Linked DNA regions of Rattus norvegicus: region 2 is linked to region 1. Evidence: chromatin contacts called from public Hi-C data. All regions are on one chromosome and are shown on one strand. Each heading gives the region's core, a stretch centred on a gene start, on an enhancer-like site or on the middle of the called end of the contact. The rest is flanking DNA. Distances are from core to core; before and after follow the strand shown.

What was found. Hi-C and Micro-C count contacts between places; a contact is called where the count stands out from the background.
Region 2: a contact with region 1 is called in a Hi-C map of Schwann cells, with 15 times the contacts expected there. The contact joins two enhancer-like sites. A contact is called at or near these places in 6 of 12 Hi-C or Micro-C datasets (Schwann cells, frontal cortex, hepatocytes and 3 more).

What each region holds. Positions count from the first base shown.
Region 1 is chr17:17,194,929-17,200,342 of GRCr8, forward strand. No RefSeq gene overlaps it. Among named protein-coding and RNA genes, the nearest start is that of Rnf144b, 570 kb to the right of the region's middle. Within about 2 kb of position 3,058, at least 5 of the 93 cell types and tissues checked have an H3K27ac peak or open chromatin away from gene starts, as enhancers often do. A contact at or near this core is called in Schwann cells, where this site is marked.
Region 2 is chr17:17,532,317-17,537,730 of GRCr8, forward strand. The region is part of intron 1 of LOC120097909 (a long non-coding RNA gene); the gene reads left to right. Among named protein-coding and RNA genes, the nearest start is that of Rnf144b, 230 kb to the right of the region's middle. Within about 2 kb of position 3,310, at least 6 of the 93 cell types and tissues checked have an H3K27ac peak or open chromatin away from gene starts, as enhancers often do. A contact at or near this core is called in Schwann cells, where this site is marked.

The DNA of each region.
Region 1 (5,414 bases), core at 1,808-4,307:
TTGTGAAGTATAAACTCTTCTAACCATGCATTTAAAATCCCTTCAGGGCCTAAAATAATTGTTCAATATTATTCCTCTTTGAACCTTACCCTTAATCAAAATATTTAAAAAAATGCTTCTTCATTTGTTGGCTTATTCAAGTCTACATGTTTGTCCCAGTGACTAGAATCTTAGTAGGTAATGAATAAAAAAAAATCAAAGAATATCATTTCCTATCGAGTCTACATTCTTCATCATTGGGGTGAGTGAGGGATGACAAGGAGCCAACAGCAATTTTTTTTATTGATTTTAAAGTCTTCCTATCTAGAATAACAGGAATGACAGAGAGTGTTATGAAAAGCTTATTTCAACATCAAATAGTGACACCACATTTCCCAGACATCCTTTTGTTGCCCGATGTGGCAGAAGCATCATTTGAGACCTGCCTTTGGAATGCCAATCATTCTGTGGCCCTCCACAGATCTGCTACATTGGAAAAGGATCTGTACCTTACCACACAGAATGTGGAGGGAACAGATCCTGCCTGGGGTTGTTGCTAAGGCGCTGTTCTAGCTACATAAATCAATTATCAAGCATTAACCTTAGTTTCAAAGGACAAGGGATCTCTCTCTCTCTCTCTCTCTCTCTCTCTCTCTCTCTCTCTCTCTCTCTCACTGACATAAGAAGGGGAATGGCTCCCTGGTGGGACAATGGTCACCCCAGCCTTTCATACACTCCAGCCATTCTGTGACGTTAAGTATTGTCTGGTTTATCTTTTCAATTTTATACTTTCTCCTCCCCTTATCCCTTCCTGTTTCCTCTAGCAATATTTATTCTTTTTGATATGCCTCCACTTCTTTCATGGGGACACAAGGAGAGGATCGTAGTCATCTAGAAAGGCAGCCAGGTTGTCCCCTCTTTAAAAAGCACACAGCTAATAGATACTCCTTCCCCATCACCAGGCGAAGACCAGAGGCACTGTTCACAGAGGGGTGTGCCTCACCCTCACCTTCCCTACCCTTTTCCCCCTCCATTTCCTATCAAGACCCCCAACTCCCTCTCCAATTCATGACCTCTTCTTTGTTATATTTTCTTACATGCATGTGTTTATATACATATATGTATACAAGTGTAAATGTATACACACACACTAAGTCCTTTTAGCGCTGCTCTTAGGGCTAATAACCTATTAGTTGAATTATTGCTGGAGAAGATCCATTCTTCCTCTATAGGAAGCCTTCAATTGCCTAGAGCACTTCACCTAGGGGGAGGAACCCTGTAGGATTTCCCCCATCCACATTGATACATCAACGGGTTTCGCTATTATGCAGGGCATGTGTAGGCAATCATACTGTTGAGATGTCATGGGCACAGCTTTCCTATCATATACAGAAGATGCTATCCTGCTGCAGACATCCCGGTCCTCTGGTTCTGACCGTCCTTCTACCCCCTCTTCTGTGATGGTCCCTGGGCCTTAGGTGCAGGAGTTGTGTTGTAGATGGATTACCAGAGCTGGGCACCTCATGCTCCGTTGTTCACTACATTTTGAACAGATTTGGATGTAGACGCCATTACAGAAATCTAGCATGTTTATTACCTCCCTCTTGCTGGTCTGAAATATTTGCTGCCACTCACTCATACATGTAGCCTTTGCCTGGTTTTCCAAGAGCTGAAAGGTCCTCTGAGTCCCTGATGGCACCATGACATAGATGGATTTCTGTTCCTATGGGCAAGTCACCATAAAAGGAATGGGGAAAGCAAGCATTTAAGAGACTTTTTTCCTAAAATATGAATGCCTGTACCCTTCAATTTCAGACTGTAGGTAAGCAGTCTGGTATATACATTCTCGGAGGTGGGAGGTTGGACTTTCACTCCATGAAAGTGTGGAAGCAGTATACCACTGTGCTCACTAGGATTCTGAGATAAGAAGACAACATAGACCACCTGTTCTATTGTAGGTTGAAGCTGTGTAGAATAACAGGGGGATAATAAGCACATATAAGCAGTGTTACCATCAGAAAAACCATTACAGGATTTCCCTAGTATAACTAGTCCCTTCCTCTACCTTTGGAAGAACTAAACGCTTAAAGAACACCATATTAGACTTTTGACTGATGATTTTCAGTTTATTTACCTCAACCCATCACCTCTATAATTTCAAAATAGGAAATGAATGTGTTAAGAACCAAACCAAGGGGGGGTTGGGGATTTAGCTCAGTGGTAGAGCGCTTGCCTAGGAAGCTCAAGGCCCTGGGTTCGGTCCCCAGCTCCGGAAAAAAAAAAAAAAAAAAAAAAAAAAAGAACCAAACCAAGAAGCTAGGGAGAAGACCAAGGTTCTTCCCAAGCGCTGACCTTGTCGATTGGCCTGGCCTGGTACCAGCCCCCGGGGCTGGTGTTCTTATGAGAGGAAGGCAGGGTGCTTTCTCCTTTCAGCCCTTGGGGTCTGTTCTCTGGCCTGATTTAAGTTGCAAAGTGTACATACATAGAGGGTTGGGGAGAATGATAGCTTGGGAATGTAGTGCTGGGACGTAGTACCCACGGAAAAACAAATTCCTCTTCCGGTGGTCCTCCGGGTGCACAAGCTTTCTCGTTAAACTGAAAAGGCTTGCTCACCTTATTTTCCTGTTTAAACGACTTCTTTCTCCAAGAAATCTTTAGAGGCAGAAAATAGGTGTACGAAATGGAGAACATTTTGCATTGCTAGATTGTCTTAAGTCATTAGACAGTTCAACTCATGACTAATCAGCTTTTAGTAAGACAAACCAGAAGTGAGAGAGACGTTTTCACCGCCAAACCGGATGCTTATTGGCCTGTGATCGTTAGATAGGGAAGACCTCTATTAGCCAAGATCCAAAACCAGAAGACCTCTGTCTCCTACACAGTTTTTAGCTTCAAAGTCTAGAAAATCAGCAATTGTCCACCAGGAAGCTGCCCACTGCCCAGGAGGCCCGAAATACCAATTTATCAAATGCCTACGCCTTGCCATAACCTTATTCTGGCTGCTGCCCTAACTGCTCTGCAAGGGCCAGCCAGCCAGCCCTGAGGAGCTCCTCAGAGGTTGACGGCCGATGGGCTCCCCCTAGAGGCCAATGATGCTTCGGAGCGAGAAAGGCACCATGGCAGGTTGCCAGGAAACCGACTCCTTGGAGCCACTGCAGAAAAACACAGGAGCGCAGGGTCCCCTGTTAGCGCATTGTTTGGTTAGAGGATTTCGTCTCTCTGGAGTACATAACTGAGTGCAGATCCCCGTCTAAAACCAAGAAGAAATGGGACTCTGTGAATCCCAGAGGGGGAGTTTCTTTTATCATCATCACCACCACCACCACCACCACCACCGCTTTCTGCTTCTTGGGGGCCGACTCCCTCTCTTGCTTTGCTTACACTCCTGGTATTTATTTTCTACAGCAGCTCTTGCAAAGACAAGGTAGAACTGGAGGGAGCCCTATGTTCAGGAAAGTAGATGGCTAAGCTCCAGCAGTCAGCAGAGCAATGTGCATGTCGCTCCTGTGGTGCATACCTACAGAGCCCCTTTTCCTCTGAAAAGCTGACAGAACAATCTCGGCCTTGAATTTTTTTTCTTCTTCTGCCCCAGCAAGATACCATAAGGTTTTAGAAAATGCAACTTAGGAGGGAAGGCGCTAAAGAAAATCACACAGCATTTTCTGTGGTTATTATGTTTGTGTACCATTTTAAGATGTGTAGTTAGTAGCGTAGCTGGAGCCAAATCTTTCATAATTCTGATTATTATTTGAATGGTCTTCGTGTACTTTAGAATGAATTTTACAATTGTTTTCCTTACCCCCTCAGCTCTGTGTTGCCATGCCTTTTTCTAGGTGCGAACCCCGTGGGTGTGTTATTTAAAGCATCGTTCTTTCCCACTCAGACTCTCTCTCTTTCCCTGTTCCGTTGCTGTTTCAGAAGGCATATGTGTGTGTGTCAGAGGTCTGTCAGGACAGCCAGCCCACTAAGAATAGAGTGAAGCCTATATTATTTATAGAAGCAGAGCCACACCCAAGAAGTTGGGGGAGTGAGAGGCTGAGGAAGGGCTAGGGGTACAGAGAACCCCGCCCCCATCAGCCCTGGGGTGGGGGGGAGTGGAGCAAATGAACTTGTAGGAGCTTGCAGGAGAAGGCAGGGAATGAGGTCAGGCACGCCCAGCCTGAGGTGAGTGTCAGGAAGACCTGGTGCAGTCAGCAGGAGAATCTTGCCTCTGCCTCTGGTGATCAAGCTGAGGTTAGCGCAGGTTAGCAAAAGCAGAGGGTCTCTAGGAAGTGGGAACAGGACAAAGAGGGCACGGAACTGCCTGTCTCCTCTCTGGCTCTCGAAGCATCTAATCATGACTGAACTCCTCACCTGGGTGCTAACTGTCTCCATTCTACTTTCCTAATGGTGCAAATGCTGCTTTCGGTCAACTCTAACCAGGAGCCATAGAAGGAAAAAAGATTGTGAGAGTCGTTGTGCCAGCACAGCCAGGTGGATCTGAAACAAAACTGAGTATTTTAACATTGAGCTTTATGTGCCGCATACGTGATTATAAATTTCTTATTTATCTGAATATAAATACCGAGAACGAAGCACAAACCGAATTTCCCACCGAGGAACTTGGAAATGGCAACTTGGACACCCAGTCACCTGGGTACCAACAGCTTCCTGGGAGCCTTCTTTGGGGCCAGAGTTCAGTTTGCCGAGGGCCCCTGGTAACCTGCACATCAGGGCGCACCACTAATAAAGGAAAGGAAACAACGCTGTGTGAACCATCCAGGAGACTCATTAGTTCACATGATTGAAAAGCTCGGACTTCCGGCATGAATTGGTCGGAACTCCAAACGCATTTCTTTGGCATTCTTCTTCCTCTGGTAGCTTTGCAGGGCACTGGTCCACGGTGCTGCAGCTATACACGTGAGAGATAAGACAGCATGCTTCTCTGCTAGAAAACAAATCCACTTTGGATTGAGTTACAGGAGCACCCCCCCCCCCGGTATGTCCAGGGAAAAACCATGAGACAAGTGGTTATGGGAGACAACACTCGTGGGGTCGTGGTGTCAGTTACTCATGATTTAGCACAGCCAGGGCATGTATGACAAAATTACTTTACTAGCAATAACAGAATATTATACTACAAGGCTTAGTCTACAGAAATTTAATTTTGTGTAGCTCTGGAGACTAGAGATCTGAGATTGAGATGTTGCCGTTCTAGATTTTTCCCAAGGCCTTTTTATTTCCCTGGGGTTAAAGGTGGTTTCCATCTCACTGTGTCCTCTCATGACCTTCCCTGCTCTGAACATAGTCCTCTCTGGTGTCTCTGGTTAATCTCCTAGGGATGCCAGCACTGCTGGGTTGGGTCTCCATCCTCGGGACTTTGTTTAACAGTAATTGGCTTTGTATCGCCAATGTAGTCACACTGGGCAGAGGTCAGGCTTTATTGTATGACTTTT
Region 2 (5,414 bases), core at 2,060-4,559, 340 kb after region 1:
GATTTCCGTTGCAGTGAAGGAGAAATGACCGTGAACAACTCGGAAAGAATAGGGTTCATTTTATCCTCCGATGTATAGTCACCACGAAGAGAAGTCAGGCCGGGAACTCGAAGCCAGGATCTAGAGGCAGAAATTGAAGTAGTACCACAAAGGAGTGCTTCCTACTGGCTTGCCCAGCCTGCTTTGTCACGGCACCCAGGACCATCTGGCCCAGTGATGGTTACTGCTCCCAGTCAGCTGGGTCCTCACTGCACCATGGTCTTGCTACAGACAATCTGAGGGAAGCATTTTCTCAACTGAGTTTCTTCTTCCCAGACAACTGCCAGCTGGTGTTCCGCTGACAAAAACCTAACCAGGACACACATTCTTCATGTTAAAGAAGAAGTATATTAAATCCAGCACCTTTAGTGTGATCCTTATGTCCTCCCCATCCACAGTTCTCCCTGTGGTTCATTCAAAAGCAAGATATAAGCCTTCTTTCCAAGGGAGTCCTGCCCCCTGTTAGAATTCTCGTCTGTGTGAGAGCCTTCTTTTGTGTATGTCTTGCTCATTTTCTGACTTAGAAATCCCTTCCAGAGTCACGGTACTTAATTTGGCTTTAGAATTTGGGAGAACGAGCTATTTTTAAGATCAGCAATCTCTCTTGTTCCCATTTGCATCGTGGAACAGAATGGACTCAGGCCAAGAGACCTGAGTCTTGTTCTCAACACCTTGACATCAGATTTCCCTTCCCTTAGAGCAAGAATGGTTTTAGGGGCTCTGGAGAGAGCTCAGTGATTCAAATGCTTGACACTCAGGCCACCCATCTAAGACACTTAACCAATGAGCTCCAGGTTCAGTGAGTGAAAATGTCTATACATGGATGGGTGGGTGGATGGATGGATGATGGATGGGTGGGTGGGGGTGGGTGGATGGATGGATGGATGGATGATGGGTGGGTGGGTGGGTGGATGGATGGATGATGGATGGGTGGGTGGGTGGGTGGATGGATGGATGATGGATGGGTGGGTGGGTGGGTGGATGGGTGGGTGGTGGGTGGGTGGATGGATGGATAGATAGATAGATAGATAGGTAGATAGATGAATGATAAATAAGTTGGACTATGCTCATACAAACATCCCTAATTAAACCCAGTGGTGCACACAAGCAGGAACACACACACACACACACACACACACACACAAGATTCAAAGGTAGGAGGGGGACTTGTTGGAAGGTTTCAGTTGGGGAAGGAGGAGGAGAGAGGGGAGTAAGGGGTGAAATAAGTAAAGTTTGTCAGAAGCATTATGAAACTGCCAAATAGCAAAAACTAAATAAATATGAAGTATTATCGTCCACAAAAAGCCGCTGTCTAACCCAGTGTCTTTTGGTAAAGCCATTCCCTTAGGAACCACCCCCCTTTCCCTGTACATATATTGGGGAGGTGCTTACAATGAGAAAGAACGGGGTAATGCTTATTTTAGAGTATTTCGTTGACCCACCACTATTCTGATTTCTGTTATGCTCACACATACATACAGGAGCCTAAACTGGAGATAATCAAGGCTGACACCGGTGGACATGCTTATGTGGAAGGAAGGAATCCCAGGAGGCCTCAGGAGGCTCAGCCTTAGTAGCCTGCAATTCAACAAAAAGAGCCACAGGCAACCAAGGAATGCTGGGAGCTGAGAAATAGGCTCCCCGGGGAAGAGCATGCCAACTGGTTAATCATTAGCAACGGTCAGCTCAGAAAACCGACCCACAAGTAGTAGCACTACTGAGTAGGTTGCATTTTCTTATTTAGGAATATATACATATATGTATACATATAAGACAATATGTTGAGGAAACATGGTTAGACACTTTGAGCATCAAAACTGTGTCCCATTCTTCATGGGCGCCACCCCCCCCCCGCCCCCATGAAAAGAAAGCCATTCGTCCGCCACTCTTGTCAATCACGGACTCTCAGCAGCGTTTCTGCCGGGAACAGGAACTGTGTAACTCAAGGTCAGGTCCCTTACCTGGAAAAAGTTAACGCTCTGTCAAGGCAACACAGAAAAAGTATTTGGGAAGACCTTTTCAGAATCCTGGACTAGTCCAACTCTATCCCGTAAAAATCATTACAAAGATTTAATGGTTAAACACAAAACAGGGAGCTGTGAGGGGAGAAGCCAAGCGCCCACGCGAGGCAAGGCAAATTGGAAGAATGACTATTTATCCCACACACGCTGAATTTAGTCATTCAGCGAAATGTGCACTCTACTTACAGAAGTTTGTTACATGAGGAAATAATGCGCATGTCCTAACCCTACGGAGCAAGAAAGGTGGAGTTCATTCTCTACATTCCCACTGTCTCCAAAAGCTATCAAAGGTCCATCCTGATGGGAGACCTGGGAGCCAGATTGGACCCTTGAAGGCGACTCCTGGCTGATTCCACGTAGTCGCGCTCCCTCTAGTGGTGAAAGTCGAGATGGCAGCCCTCTAGTTGAACCATCATCTCCCTGGGAAAAGGCACTGGTGTTTTGCCCAACCTCTGAAGTTCTGCCTGTGTGTTTCAGAAGCTCAATGGTAAATTTTAGAACAAGATGTCTGACAAGAGCTCCCTCTTAATTAGGACATCTCGCTTGTTTGCAACGATTGTGGCACTTACAAAAGACCATATGTCTCTGAGATGGTCCTTGGCAGGACGTCTCCAGTGTTTACCAAATCTATTTTGTATGCCGTGCTAATAATAGTGCCACGGGTCCCCAGGCGGAGTGAGGGGGACTGAGGGCTTCTTGTTTCTGTTGGTACTCGGGATTCTGCCCCCGGAATATGAAAGGCCTCTTAGTTCTCGAGCGAGGACTCAAACGGGGCTCAAAGTTTCCCAAAAGCTGTTATTTTGGGAAACATTTATCTCAAGGGCTAAACTGTAATCTTTTGACAAATCAACATTGAGCAATGCTCTTCGCTTCGCCATCTTCCAGACTCTAAACGACTGCTCTTAATGGAAATTCACAAGTTAACACCGAAGCCATTTAACAAGCACATCTGTAGCTCTGTCCCTGGAACCATACTCTGAAATTTCTTAACTTAAGAAATAAGAAAGTCAAGCTGGGTAGAGTGGAAGATTTTTCTAAGCACAGTGCTTGGGGATGAGGGGGTCTGAGGCAAAGGGTCACGAGTTTGAGGGCAATCTGGGTTACAGTGAGAGTCCCAGCTGCCCTGGGTGACATAACAAGACCGTAAGAAAGGTGAACTCTAATTTAGAGAGCAAGAGTGATTCCCACGACTAGCAGTAACCAGCCCAGGACCACCAAACTGGGTTTGCACAGCACACAGTGCATCTTGGTAGTGCTGTGTGCTTGAAATCAAAGTGAATGGGCGTGCCTACACTATCACCCACACGGCCAATAGAAACACTAAGCAGTCGTTTTTGTTTTGCTTGCTGTCATGGCAACGAAACGCATGTGCAGGTCATCTTTTCATTCCCCGGGGGCAAGTTTTGTTGTCCTGGAGACACAGCACTGTCAGTCACGTGAGCGCAAAGTTTCATGACCTTTTATAAAAATTTACAAATTACTGACTATAGGCATTATCCAAGAGTAAACATCCTGAAAGTCAGACAAGTCAGATGTGTTTTATGTGCAAAGCACTTATTGGACAGCAAATATCTCTTCTTTTAAAAAATGTATGTGTGGGGCTGGGGATTTAGCTCAGTGGTAGAGCGCTTACCTAGGAAGCGCAAGGCCCTGGGTTCGGTCCCCAGCTCCGAAAAAAAGAACCAAAAAAAAAAAATGTGTGTGTGTGTGTGTGTGTGTGTGTGTGTGTGTGTGTGTGTGTGTGGATGACACATGTGTATACCCACAACTGGAGTTATCAAGTGATAAGGAACCTCCAGTCATACTAAACTCAGGTTGTCTTGACCACCAAGTGCTCTTAGCAGCTGGGCATTTGCCCAGACTAAAGCCCTTTCCTTTGGTTATGATGGTTAAAACTTTGAGTTTTTCTTGTCTTGGTAATAACTCAGTGGTTGTGAGGGATACGCTCCTTCGTGGTGACCTGATTAGAGACTGGAAAGACTATTGGCCTTCTTCTCCCCACTTGGGAACTAATGACCATGGAGCAACAATTTATAAAGGACTTAGAAGCAGGGCCTGGAGAGACGGCTCAGCGGTTAAGAGCACTGACTGCTCTTCCAGAGGTCCTGAGTTCAAATCCCAGCAACCACATGGTGGCTCACAACCATCTGTAATGGGATCTGATGCCCTCTTCTGGTGTGTCTGAAGACAGTTACTGTGTACTCATACACATAAGTAAATAATTCTTTAAAGAAAGAAAGAACTTAGAAGAAGTGGCCCCCAGTGGCATGAAATGACCACTGATAACTAGCCTGAGGACGGGGGAGGGGGGTGTTCAATGAGTAAAAAGCTTGCCTCAAGACAGGGGCCCCACAGGAAGACCAACAGTCAACTAACCTGGACCCCTGGGGGCTCCAAGAAACTGAATCACCAACCAAAGAGCATACACGGGCTGACCTAGGCCCCCTGCACGTATGTAGCAGATGAGCAGCTTGGTCTTCATGCGGGTCCCCCAAACACTGGAGCAGGGGCTGTCCCTGAGCCTGTTGCCTACCTGCCTGCCTGTGAATCCCATACTCCTAAATGGACAGCCTTGTCTGACCTCAGTGGGAGAAGATGTGCCTAGTCTCGCAGCACCTTGATGTGCAGGGTGGGGTGGGGTGGGGTGGGGTGGGGTGGGGTGGGGTGGGGGTGGAAAGTGGGGGATACAGGAGAGTGGGAGCTGACAGCCAGAGGGGAAATTTTCCTTCTAAGGGGAATGGAGGAAAGACTTCTGTGATAGGGTACTGGGAGGAGAGGAAGGGCTGATATTGGATTGTAACATGAATAAATAAATAAATTTGACTTAAATAAAAAGAGCTTGCCTCAAGTCTGATGACGTGAGTTCGGATCCCCAAAACCACATAAGAAGCTGGATAGAGCCGTGAATGCATTTGCAGCCACAGGTGCACCCCAACCAGAAAGTGAGCCTGAAGACAGGAGAATCAGCAGGCTCTGGGGGCCAGCTTCCCTATACAGCAGGGAGCTAAGAGCAAGAGATACTGTCTCAGTGTGGAAAGGGCCACACCCGAAGTTGTCCTCTCACTCCCTCATGCTCACCACACTTGCAACACACAACCGCACATGCGCACGAGTGTACACACACACACACACACACACACACACCACACACCATAAACAAATAGTTTTAATTTTCTAGGAAAAAATATATCTACAGTCTAACACAGTAAAGCAGTATTCCAAATAGTCATTTATTTATTCAACACAGTAAGTTCACAATACAGCTAATGGCTGGATGTCTCTATTGACCAAGGGGTGCAACTTTCCTTTAATCAGAGAAACTCCAGAATTCTAAAACACATCCAGATTAGTCGT